Regions from separate parts of the Ctenopharyngodon idella genome. Here region 1 is linked to region 2. Evidence: chromatin contacts called from public Hi-C data. All regions are on one chromosome and are shown on one strand. Each heading gives the region's core, a stretch centred on a gene start, on an enhancer-like site or on the middle of the called end of the contact. The rest is flanking DNA. Distances are from core to core; before and after follow the strand shown. Region 1 holds the start of nell2a (neural EGFL like 2a). Region 2 holds the start of tmem117 (transmembrane protein 117).

Evidence for each region. Hi-C and Micro-C count contacts between places; a contact is called where the count stands out from the background.
Region 1: a Hi-C map of muscle shows a contact between it and region 2, with 5 times the contacts expected there. The contact joins the promoter of nell2a here to the promoter of tmem117 in region 2. A contact is called at or near these places in 2 of 2 Hi-C or Micro-C datasets (both in muscle).

Annotation. Positions count from the first base shown.
Region 1 is chr24:4,504,930-4,511,538 of HZGC01, forward strand. nell2a (neural EGFL like 2a) reads right to left here and starts at 1,449. Exons shown (of 20, transcript XM_051885067.1): 1 at 1,151-1,449; 2 at 450-578. The coding sequence starts at 1,196.
Region 2 is chr24:4,366,073-4,372,759 of HZGC01, forward strand. tmem117 (transmembrane protein 117) reads left to right here and starts at 4,812. Exons shown (of 8, transcript XM_051885074.1): 1 at 4,812-5,067; 2 at 6,652-6,687. The coding sequence starts at 5,025. It overlaps twf1a (twinfilin actin-binding protein 1a), which reads right to left and starts at 4,280. Exons shown (of 9, transcript XM_051885078.1): 1 at 4,140-4,280; 2 at 2,644-2,721; 3 at 2,371-2,549; 4 at 701-796; 5 at 268-372. The coding sequence starts at 4,275.

The DNA.
Region 1 (6,609 bases), core at 199-2,698, 140 kb after region 2:
ATCTAAAGCAACAAAAATATGTTCTAAGAACGTTTTTCTAACGTTCCCATTAAGTTATGAACATTTTCTCATAATGTCTGTTTTAAAAATGTTTATTCTTGGTTATGTGAACGTTAGAGGAAACATTAATGGAATGCATTTTGCATGTATTATGGAAATGTTACTTTTGAATGTTCTCATTTAAAAAGTAGTAACATTTAAAAAACATTAGACTAAAATGTTTCAGAAAAACGATGTACAACTAATGTTTTTGAGAACAGAACTTTGAACGAATGTTCTACTAACGTTACTGGAAGAACATTTGCTCAGAACCTTGTCAGAACGTTTCCTGTTAGCTGGGAAGCACAGATCCCAAGAGGAACATGTTCTCCCCCAAATTTTGGAAAACCTCATATAATGTAGTTGTCAATAATGCAATTTCCTGTTTGTTTTCAATCCTACAGTCTTACCTTGGAACAGGAATGCTCTGGTGTCATCATGGAAGCCTTGCACCTGTGTCACGCCGGAAAACCCTTCTCCAGGACTGAACTCCTGAAACACGCTGATCCGAACCGCTGGATCCACTCCGAACGCAGCCACTTCAACACAATCACAACATACAGCATTAAGACAAAGAAGGAAGTAGATCGCAGTGTTGGTGTTGCAGCCTCAGGTTCAGACCAATGCATTTCCAGCACTTCTCCAGTCGTTTGCATTTACTGCATAAGGATTTTTTAAAAAATCACTGCATTTAGATGGAACAGCAATGACTTTTTCATGACTTTCATTGACTTTTCCAGGCCTGGAAATCAAAATTCCTTGATATTTCCAGGTGGGAAGCCTAAACTGGAAAAAATTACTTGTAAATTTCACAGTTAAAGAAAGAAACAGCAAGTGACCCATTGAAATAAACGTGAAATTTTGAAGTAGAAAGACTGATATATATTTTCTTGTATCAATTTTACAGTTTTGCATATATTATGTGCTTAATGTATGTAATTATAATAACCATAACAAGCACAGTGATGATGTTAGCAGCTCTATATCTCTGATTACAGGCTTTGATCGCTCCATGGAGATGAATGCATGACATGAAATCGCTGATAATTGCCATCTGTACTCATAATCAACGGATCAGACTATAATAACTGATGCTGATCTCTCTGCCTACCTGCTGCCGCGCAAAATAATCCAACAAACAACTGCAATAATCCCATGGTGAATAATGCAATTAGTCCATGTTGCGATACTCCACGAAAATGCAATCACATATACGCAGGATTGTTCCTCCTCATTCAAACATTCCCACTGGATGAGAGGAGCATCACCGGAACTTAACGCGCGAATATTCCGTGAGGAGAAGCACCGGAGCCGCACAGGTGGTTCTGCTGGGTTATTGCGCAGCGCAGCGCATCAGACTGACTGCAGACCGACCGCGAGGATCCACCAGCCTTCTTCTGCTCTGCTCAGCCTCCCTCCGGCTGAGAGAGAGAGAGAGAGAGAGAGAGAGAGAGAGAGAGAGAGAGAGAGAGCTCGTAATCCCCCTGGTGGCTCTACATGGAAGCGCGCGCACTGAACATTCAGACTTTGCATACGCCGCGCGCTCAGACGCAACGCAGCTGTTGGACGCACACGCTGCATCGCGTTTAATGCTTTTTTGACATGTAAAATCAGGGCTGTAGGTAGGGTTTTATAATTTTAAGACGTGTGAAGGCTAAAGAAAAATGGATAACAATAACTTATCAGTGGGCAGTAGTTTATTTGTTAAAACCTGCTCTCTCTCTCCTCATCTCCATCATCTTTATCTTTCTTTTTCTCTCAGTCTGCTTATGTATCTCTTCCCCCCTAAAGCTGAGCTTTGAATCAGTCAGTCTTTTAATTTTTGTGTCAGTAAAGAAAGTAAACGTAATTCAACTGATAATTTAATAAAGGCTACGGAAAGCTATGTACTCCATTTTATTACACTCATTTACAATATGTGCACATTCATTATTAATCTTATGCCTAAAATAATGTAAACGGCTTCGTTAATGTTTTTTGTCTCGTCACATTGATAGTGTTACATTAGGCCTACATGAATCACGTAAATTATGCCTATTTTCGATTCAAAATGGCGAAATTAGACAAAAGACAAAAATTTGAGGGGTCTGTAGTGAGTATACTGTGATTTTTCCTTTTTTCCCTCCCAGCCTCATACTCCCGTCCCATAGCGACACCCCATAAGCACCACCACACTATTGCATCTGATCTAAGCTACATGTAATTGAGAGCATTCTGAAACAATGCTTATGTGAGTGTTATCAACATGTCAACATGTCATATTTTGCACTGTAACTGGTATTAAAGCGGAGGAGCGTCAGGCTGCCGCTTCTCTTGAACTGAGGCTACAGCGATCTGTCGCGTCACATTAAAGAGCACCAAATCTGTATTCTCGTGCTTTTTTAAGTGGGTATACGGAAATCCTTGACTTTTCCTAGTGGGTACAAAGCATATACCTGCGTATCACGTAGACTACACCACTGGGGGGATCCCCCTAGGGAGAAATCGCAGGGGCCCCCCAGGCCCGCGGGGCCCCACGCAATTGCATGCTTTGCGTGGTGGGTAAACACGCTACTGTCCAAGACCAAGTTCTGTCTATTTGAATGGGGGAATCCTGACATCTCAAAAAGTGCTTGCTGAACTCGCAATTAAATAACATATTTCAACTCAACAACAAAATCTGACATGAACTAAATGTTTCTTATGCTCAAATAGTGTTAAAAAAAAGCTTATTTTTCAAGCTCGACGAGCCATTGCGCATGTGCAGTCCTAGGGCAAGTCTCAGGTTTCTATGGGAACCGGAGCTTCTGATCAGGGTTACCAGGTTTTCACAACAAAACCCGCCCAATTGATCCTCAAAACTAGCCCAATCTCATTCCGCGATTACGCGATGACTTTACCAACCAGCGACTGTCTCTTTTACTTAGAAGGCGGGACGTATTCCACCATATAACGTGTTGCAGTTTCTCCCATTCACAAGTAATAGGAGTGAACAGTCTTTCTATATCTAGTCTTTGGTTAATACTATATTAGGCAATTATTTCACAACCTTATGGCCATGTGTAAAATGCGTAACTCTCTTTATTTGCGGATCTCTCGTGAAACATCTATTATATAACATCTGTTATATAACATTGACTCGTATATTTGAATACATAGGCAAGACCTGGGTTATCACAATTTCTACACCAGTGAATATTTCTCAGGATGGATGGATGGGTCGATTGATTGATTGATTGATTGATTTGCTGTGTTTACATATGTTGATTCATGTTGCAGATTTATTAAAATAAAGTTGACTATTTATTTGTTTGCTGCATGCTTAACATACGTGTGTTGATTGATGATATAGATTTATTATTATATAGTTGAGTTATTTATGTTGAAACGCACTCTAAAGTCTCTGTTGAACATTTCCATGGATATTGTCATGATATAGATTCAATGTATAGTTGAGTCTTGTCTTAAAGGGATAGTTCATCCAAAAATGAAAATTCTGTCATCATTTACTCACCCTCAGGGAGGTCCAATCCTGTATAAATTTCTTTGTACTGCTGAACGCAAAGGAAGATATATTTGCTCCATTTTAGACAGTTTTAAACTAGCTGTTTTACATAGTGATCCCCACTCAAGCTTTAACCATGTAATGGTGAAGGTGCTGAGCTGCTAACCTAAAGGTTTTGAGTTCACTTCCAGAAAAGTTTGACCTAGAAATGTCTCTGAAACACAAAACCGGTTTCATCTTACTCATATAGTCCCAAGCGCAGAGTCCCCAGTGTGCTGTTATGCTTATATATAACTGAACAGGGTTGTTTTCTCTTTATTAAAATGCATCAGTTCTCAGAATCACACAGTTTCAAACCCACAAGTCCAGCTGTGAATATAATGTGAGCGTTGTTTTAGTTATCAGGTGCTGGTGTGAAGCAGATCACGGCATTTTGTCATATCATGATTCTTGAAACGCTGTGAATTGATTTTTCTCTCATGTGGTCAGTTTTGACTTGAACATGACAGAGACTCTTTCAGATCTGGCCTCAAACACACGCTGTGACGGCTGTTTGAGAAACTTCACCTCACTGCGAGTACATTACACCGTCGTTGACCTTTCTCTTATACAACTGAACACACAATGCAATCAATCTTTACAATCACTATGATTACTCTCGCTGGCAATTTTTCAATTTCAAGGTTTTGCGCAATATAAAAAACTACCACTATAAAATACTTAGAAATATATTACATATATATAATTTATTGTAAATAAAAAAAAGAAGAAGAAAATACAAAAACTGTGCCAGGAAAAAATAAGGTGCCAGTAATGATAAAAAAAACTAAAATATAAAATTAATTAATTAATTAAATTTTTTTTTTTAATTTAATTTACCTATATACTTATTATTAATATTAGAAAGTAATGATTTATATTTACATTTTTGTGTGCATATATATTTGCTTTTATAAATATTATAATTATTATTTATATTATATTATAATATTATAATTAAATAATATTTTTTTTACTTAATTTACTTAATAAGGTAATTTTGTACAAGGTTTCTGTAAATCAGGAAAACGCTAAAATGTAATATAAACATAGTGTGTAAAATATATATATAATGTTATATTATATTAATATATATTCATTTATAATTTTAATTACATTTAATATATATTTTATTTGTATTAATTTTTATATATTTAAAAAATATATATATATACAGTATATATAATATATGTAGAATATATTAAATGTATATTAAATTTATATATAAACAATTTTATATAAACTTTATATGCATAAAATGTTAATATATTTATACTGTATATAATGTTCTATTATATTAATATATATTCATATAATTTAATTTTTTTTATTCATTTTTATACATTTTAAAATATAAATACAGTATATATAATATATGTACCATATATTACACAATATATATATATATATATATATATGTTTTCATTTTTATTTTTTTTTATAATAATTTACTATTTATATTTATAATTATAAATAATTTACTTTAAAATAATACATTTTATTTACTTAAACAAGTAATTTGTTTTATTTTATTTTCAGATTGTGGCTTTTGTTTTCAGATTGTAATCAGGCCACTTTTTCCTCAGCCAGGCCTCCTTCTGACAGATCTGTGACGCTGATCCTGCTCTGGCTGTCTTTGAAAAGAGTTCGACTAGTCTCTTACTCTTAATGAGACGAGAACTCTCTCAGAAACTGACCCAGTAAATCGAGCGGTCAAGCTGCGTTTTGGCTCTGAACAGAGGAGCTTTGCTCGGCCCCGGTGACCCGTTTGGCGGCACTGAAAGGCCAGTCAGTCTTATCTGAGACCCAGTAGCCATTATGGAGTCTGTCCCTCTCCTACAGCAGAGAAACACGGCTCACGTTCCCAACTAATCCCACCAGATCCCACAATAAGAGAGGAAAGGCTCAACAACAGGCCGTTTTCTTACAGGGTACCAATAAAGACTGACAGAGCAGATCCGCTCTAGCCTGGGCTCTGGCGATGAGGGAAGGTCTCAACACGGACTCTGACGCCCACAGTCTAATATCACCTCAGATGTGAGACAGCTGCAGGATCACCGACGGCCAGAGCGTATTTGAATAGACCTCATAACTGCTCTGGTGGGATTTATTGAGAGGATTTCATATTTTTGGTCACCCGTCATGTAGTTGTCTGTAGAGAGAATGTTTCTGATGTGACTGACTGCAATTCAGAGGGTGACATGATGACAGAAAACCTGGAGACAATAACATATGATGAGAACAGCTTCACAAAGAATCTCAATTATATCAAACGCAAATGTAAAACTTACAAATGGGCATTCCTAAGCAGTTGCTAAGGTGTTCTGTGTGGTTCCAGATGTGTTTTAAGTGGGTGCTAGTGTGTTGCTATCTGTTTGAAAATGTATTTTGAGTGTTGCTATGGTGTTGCAAATGTGTTTTGTGTGGTTCCCGGAATGTTGCTGTGTGGTTGCAAATGCGTTTTAAGTGGTTGCTAGGGTGTTGCTATGTGTTTGAAAATGTATTTTGAGTGGTTGCTAATGTGTTGCTATGGTGTTGCAAATGTGTTTTGTGTGGTTGCTGGAATGTTGCTATGTGGTTGCAAATGTGTTTTAAGTGGTTGCTAGGGTGTTGCTACGTATGTGGTTGCAAATGTGTTTTGAGTGGTTGATAAGGCATTGCTAGGGTGTTGCTATGTGGTTGCAAATGTGTTATGGGTGGTTGTTGGAGTGTTGCAATGTGGTTGCAAATGTGTTTTGAATGGTTGATAGGGTGTTGCTATGTGGTTGCAAATGTGTTATGTGTGGTTGCTAGGGTGTTGCTATGTGGTTGCAAATGTATTTTGAGTGGTTGCTAAGGCATTGCTAGGTAGTTGCAAGGGTGTTGCTATGTGGTTGCAAATGTGTTTTGGGTGGCTGCTAAGTCATTGATCGGAAATTGTCAGGGTGTTGCTATGTGGTTGCAAATGTGTTATGTGTGGTTGCTGGAGTGTTGCAATGTGGTTGCAAATATGTTTTGAGTTGTTGATAGGGTGTTGCTATGTGGTTGCAAAGAGTTACCATTAGGTT
Region 2 (6,687 bases), core at 3,562-6,061:
AAACATAATTATATCATTAAAAAGTTGATGTAAAAACATATTTATGTGTAATTTATTTATTTGAGTGTTGATTATTAAATTACTTTGATTAATTGATTATTAAAGAAACTCTATTTTTGGTTTTGGCTCAAAGATAGCAGAAAAAAAATCAGTTCACCATTCATTAACTAATGCAAACAGATACAGCGTCACTACGGTCAGCCAACCGTGCTGAGAATTCTGGGCCGAGAACGGTGTGAGTGTGTGTGTGTGAGTGTGTGTTTGTACCTCACTAAGTTTAATCTGTCGTAGCTCCTCCTCGGCTGCCGTCAGTGGCAGAGGGGCCGACTGAGCCGTGACGTGTTTCTTGTATCCGCTGAGAGAAACATCATCCTGCCACACAGACAAACACACTTTATACAAGCAGATGATATTCTTAAAATGCTTCTTGAGCAGCAACTCATCATATTAGAATGATTTCTGAAGGATCATGTGACACTGAAGACTGGACTAATGATGCTGAAAATTCAGCTTTGATCACAGGAATAAATTACACTTTACATAGAAAACAGCTGTTTTACATTGTAATAATATTTCAGATTTTTTACTGTATTTTTGATCAAATAAATGCAGTCTTGGTGAGCAGAAGAGACCCCAGACTTTTGACCGGTAGTGCATGTCTCAACTGCTTCATTTCATGTCCGCACTGAACTTCACAAACCTTTACAGTGCCGAATATCTCATCTTTAATGTGTCCGAGGCCGAACTCCTTCTTCAGCGTGGCTCTGGTGGCGGCGTACAGCATTTTGTGCCGCACCTGTTAGAAAAAGAGATGACAAACAGACTGTGATAAGAGTTTAATACGAAAACCAACTCAAGCACAAACAGACTGTCAGTCGCACGACACACTCGCAGCTGTGATCGGAGCCAAAACACTGCCATCTGGAGACTGATGGGATGATGGATGACAAACTAAAACATGGAGGATTAAAGGCGACTGACTATCACTGGCTACTACGTGATGAAGAGTAAACCTTACCAGAGAAATACAGTCGTTTTAACTTAAAAAGAACTAACCCAGACCCCTTTAAGAGAACAAAAATCTGTGAAAAACAGTGTGCTCAGATCTCACTGTGGTCAACAATACAATATTTTATAATAATACTAATAACAACTATTAAACAACTGAAAAATAAATAATTCATAACAAAATTTATATTTATAATGAATAATATTATTTCATAATTATTATTAATATAAGTGATAAAATAATATTCAGTATAAATCTAATAAATGGATATTTATAATGAATAATAATAATAATAATGTAATAATTATTCATTTGAATATAATTTATGATTAATAAATACTAATTATTAAATGACTGATAAATAAATAATAACTAAATAAATATTTATGATGAATAATATTATTTTATAATAATAATAATTATTATAATAATTATTTTGGATTCTTATAAATATAAATATTTATAATAATATATTTTATAATTAACAAATATAAAATATAATTATTAAATAACTGATAAATAAATAACTAAATGAATATTTATGATGAATAATATTATTTTACTATTATTATTATTAATATAAATTATAAAATAATATCCATCTATACTAAATTATGGTAATATTTAAAATGAATACTACTACTACTACTAATAATAATAATAGTAATAATAAGAAGAATTTAAATTATTTTTAATATAAATATTATTAAATATTTATAATAGTATATTTTATCATTAAATGTAATATAATAATTATTAAATAATTTATAAATAAATAAATTATTAATAACAAAATGACTATAAAGAATATTATTTAATAATTAATCATAATAATCATAAATATTAGTTATTAATTAATTATATATTTAGTTATTAATTATTTATGTATCATTTATTTAATAATTATTATTATTTTATATTAATTAATCATAAATAATAAAGATATAAATATTCAATATTTATAAGAATTACAAATAATTCTTATAATAATAATAAATTAAATATATAAAAACTACTAAGAATAGTACAAAGTAATAGCAGAAGTCTGTTTCAACATCTGGTTTCAGATCAGTTTGACTGTTTCCATTATAACTGGAAGGATCAGCATGTAGGCCTAAATAAGTGAAGCAGGTTCCAGATCAGTGTTTATCAGCTCGACACACAGACATCAGTTTATCGTCTCCGTCGTGCCTGGACACGTATGAGAATGTGGGTAAGAATGTTCAGTCGTAGCTGAACCGCCTAAAGATCACAGGAGAACCTTTTCATGTCCTCCAGTTCTGCTGCTTTAAAGAACCAAAACACTGATCTGAAGAACCTGTGACAAAACATCAAGACCTTCATTCATAGTGATCTCTTACGGGCGAGTGGTCAGGTGACCAGGCGATGAAGATCCACTCGTGTCCCAGACTGTTGGTGGAGTCGAGGCGGAACAGGATGTAGCAGGGCAACTCTTTATCCAGCACAGGAAGTAGAAGGCGGTCGTAGTCTTCCTCCCAGCCGCCAGCCGCTGCTTTGGTGAGGCCCAAAACCAGCTCCTCTGAAACCACATCAATAACTCATACTGCGCACTGACTTCTGTCTCTATGAATTTTTAAGTTACAGCTATTAGAGTGTTTATGATTATTAGATACCATTTTCAATCACGATCTTCAGGAGTCTGTACTGTCCGTTCCTGGCATTGCCAAAAACATCCTTGACCTCTTCAGCCGCTGGAAGACAAGAGGACAAACACGTGAACTACACGCAAACACTCGGAAACACACACACACGTAGAATACTGTTTATTGATATTATTTTGATGACTGCAGAAACACTGTCAATGAAATAAAGGAAAATGTTGCATGAAAACAAACACACTGACAATCTTTATTAGTCAGAAATCTGACTTGAAGATTTTGGTTCAAATTTATATTAATATCTAAAGGAACATGTAGGATGTGACTGATCATTATTTCATATAAGCTGCATATTTAATAATAATAATAGTGATGATGATGATTGAGTGATTGAGATATACTATTATAGTTTATTTTTATATGATATCTTAGTCATAATTATGATTTAATATGCCATGATTTTAACTTTTTGTCACAATTATGACTTCTTATGTCATAATTTCGATAAATATGACTTAGCATGTCATCATTTCAGCTTTTTATGACAATTTCTACTTTTTATCTCATAATTGACTTATGTCATAATTTTGACAATTAATGAATTATTACTTTTTTTATGACATCATTTCGACTTTCGTCTCCTAGTTTAGTACGCCCTAATTTCAACTTTTCATCTCATAAAATATGGCTACTATTTCATAATTTTGACTTGTTGTCACAATTTCGACTATTCATCTCATTAATATGACTTAGTATGACATGATTCTGCCTTTTTATATCATAATTATAACTTTGAATGTCATAATTTCAGCTTTTTATGTCATAATTATAACTTTTATGCCATTATTTTGACTTTTTATCTTATAATTAACTTTTTGTAATAATTTTGGCTTCATCTCATAACTGACTCATGTCGTAATTTTGGCTGTTTATGTCATAATTTCGACTTTTCATCTCATAAATATGACTTACTATGTCATAATTTCGACTTTTTGTCACAGTTCCGACTATTCATCTCATAAATATGACTTAGTATGACATAATTCCGCCTTTTTTTGTCATAATTACGATTTATGTAATAATTTCAATAAAAATTACTTAGTATGTCATAATTTCGCCTTTGTATGTCATAACTATGATTTACAAAAGCATGTTTTATTTCTTTATGTGGCGGAATGGGTTTCTATAGATGATCATATATATCACAGTATGGTGATAATATAGGCTGCATATGGAGCGCGAGCGCGCGCGCTGAAGGCGTTGCCCGTGCGCTCGTGATCACTGAAGCACAACTCTGCCCGTCTCTGAACACTGATACGATAAATAAATTATCAAGATGGTTTTATTCGTAAAGGTGAGATCTGAGTGAAACCACTGCTGACAGACGCGGTTTATTCACATTTTCATTGATTTTTCTGAATGAATCTCGCCGCTAAGTGAGTCTATCGCCGCTCGTGCACTGTCATCATACAGATTCAGATGTATAAATCATAAGAATATCTCACTCTTACCCTGAATACCCGTTTGATGAGACATTATTTCACTCGGCGGAGGATGTTTGGAGACTCTCAATCCCGGAAGAAGGAAGCGGAGCAGCGGTGACGTCACGTGTCTCTGTCGCGTCAACCCTCCCTCCGCACTGCGCATGCGCGGACATGATTTGTAAAATTCGTTATTTTATAATTTTTCTCTTAATACTTCTGTGTATATGACTATTTCGTTTTGTTCTCGTATCCTTGTATTCCATAACATTTGTATACAAATATTTAAATAAAGCATAAAAAAAATAAAAATAAATAAAATACTACAGTAAAGTAAGTCATTATTATTATTGCTGAGGAAAAAAAAATATTATATTATTTTTTTATATAATTATTAAATAAAAAATAATAATAATAAAAATGCGATTAGCACCAAAGCAAATGATTTTTGCATTGTAAATTCAAAATAAGAAAACTGCACACATTTATTGTCACCTTTATTTATATAGCGCGTTTTACATATTCACTGTAAAATATTAATTGAGATAATAATATTATTGAGAACAATATTAGTTATATTAATTTCGAATTATTTTTAATTATTATTAAATAAAAAGAAACAACAGTAATAAAAAAATAGATTTACACAACAAATACAGCTGTTAAATAAATAAATAAATACAAATATCAATCCTAACAGAGAGAGACACAGAAAGAGAGAAAGAGAGAGGGAGGGAGAGAGGGAGGTCTGTCTCCATGTTGTGATGATTGTGATGTTTTGCTTCTCCTTCTGTAATCGCATGTGGCGCGCGGACGCGTTGAATGAGGCGCGTGAAATCAGACGCGTTGAATGAGCGGCGCGCGGAGGATTATCATCATCATCATCATCACTGATGTCGGGAGACAAACACTGATATGGCGATGGGTTCTGAATCCGAGTCTCCCCACGACTGTCTGCGTAAGACTCTTTACATGTGTTATCATCTGTGTTTGTGTGGCGCTCTTGGAACATGCTGGAATACTGTGCTTTGATCCGGACGCACGTGCTGCTTTTGATCGAGCCGAGAGTTTAATGAGCTGCTCCCATTAACAGCCATCCACAAACATCCGCTCACGCGCCTACTGCTTTATTCATTACATTATATTCTGTGCACGCGTCATGCAGTGATATCATACGTGTGTATTTGTTGCTGAGATTGATTTGTTTTGACATGTGATTTTTTAAGGGAAGGGTTTCAGCGTTGCACAAGAAGCCATGAGTGTAAACATAACCAATGCACACACACATACTTAACAAATTACATAGATAGATAGATAGATAGATAGATAGATTGCATTGATGGATATGTTTGTATTTATATTATGTGTGTTTTTGCTCTTGTTTGTTCTTTATTTCCTTACAGAAGCCTATCTATCTATTTATCAGTTGAGATATATATATATATATATATATATATATATATATATATATATATATATATATATAATGAAATATTTATTTATATAGACATTTTTATTTATATCCCTTTACAAAACCATCCACACTATATGGGTGATTTCAGGTGTAAATATGTATGTGGGGACATTTGGTGAAAACATGGATATTTGGACACACAGGCTAAATGAGTCCAGCAGCACATGGTTTCCGAGCAGCTGGTTATTCCAGAACTCTTGCGTCATCATCACATATGCTCATGTCAGATATTTTGAGCCACTGATGGGAATGTTAGAGCGTTTGTGTGACATGTCTGTCTATCTGTCTGTCTGTCTGAATGTCTGTCTGTCTGAATGTCTGTCTGTTTGTATGTATGTTTGTCTGTCTGTATGTTTCTCTGAATGTCTGCCTGAATGTCTGTCTGTATGTTTGTCTGTCTGTCTGTCTGTCTGAATGTCTGTCTGTCTGTATGTATGTTTGTCTGTCTGTCTGTCTGTCTGTCTGTCTGTCTGTCTGTATGTTTGTCTGTCTGTATGTCTGTCTGTCTGTCTGTATGTTTGTCTGTCTGTATGTCTGTCTGAATGTCTGTTTGTCTGTCTGTATGTTTCTCTGAATGTCTGCCTGAATGTCTGTCTGTATGTTTGTCTGTCTGTCTGTCTGTATGTTTGTCTGAATGTTTGTCTGTCTGAATGTTTGTCTGTCTGTATGTTTGTCTGAATGTCTGCCTGAATGTCTGTCTGTCTGTCTGTCTGAATGTTTTTATGAAATTCATCCAGTCATGTTTATTGTTTTGGACTGGCACTTGTGAAGACTGTGATTCAGACAGTATAAATTATTATTTCATCCAAAAATCAAAATCATTTACTCACCCAAACCTGACGTTCTTTCCTCAGTGGAACACAAAAAGAGATGATTCGCTGAATGTTCACACTTCTTTACTTTGCAAGTAAAACTCTAAAAAAGCGCCATAAAAATATCATAAAGTGTCTCTTGTTCTGTTTCATGGCACAAAAGAAAGTAATACTTGTTTGTAAGTAATGGTTCACTGCTGATTTACAGTATGAATCTCAGGCCTTTAGATTTAAATATCTGTCTGGTGTCTTTCAGGTGGACGATGTCTGGGCTTCCTCAGGCGGATGGAGA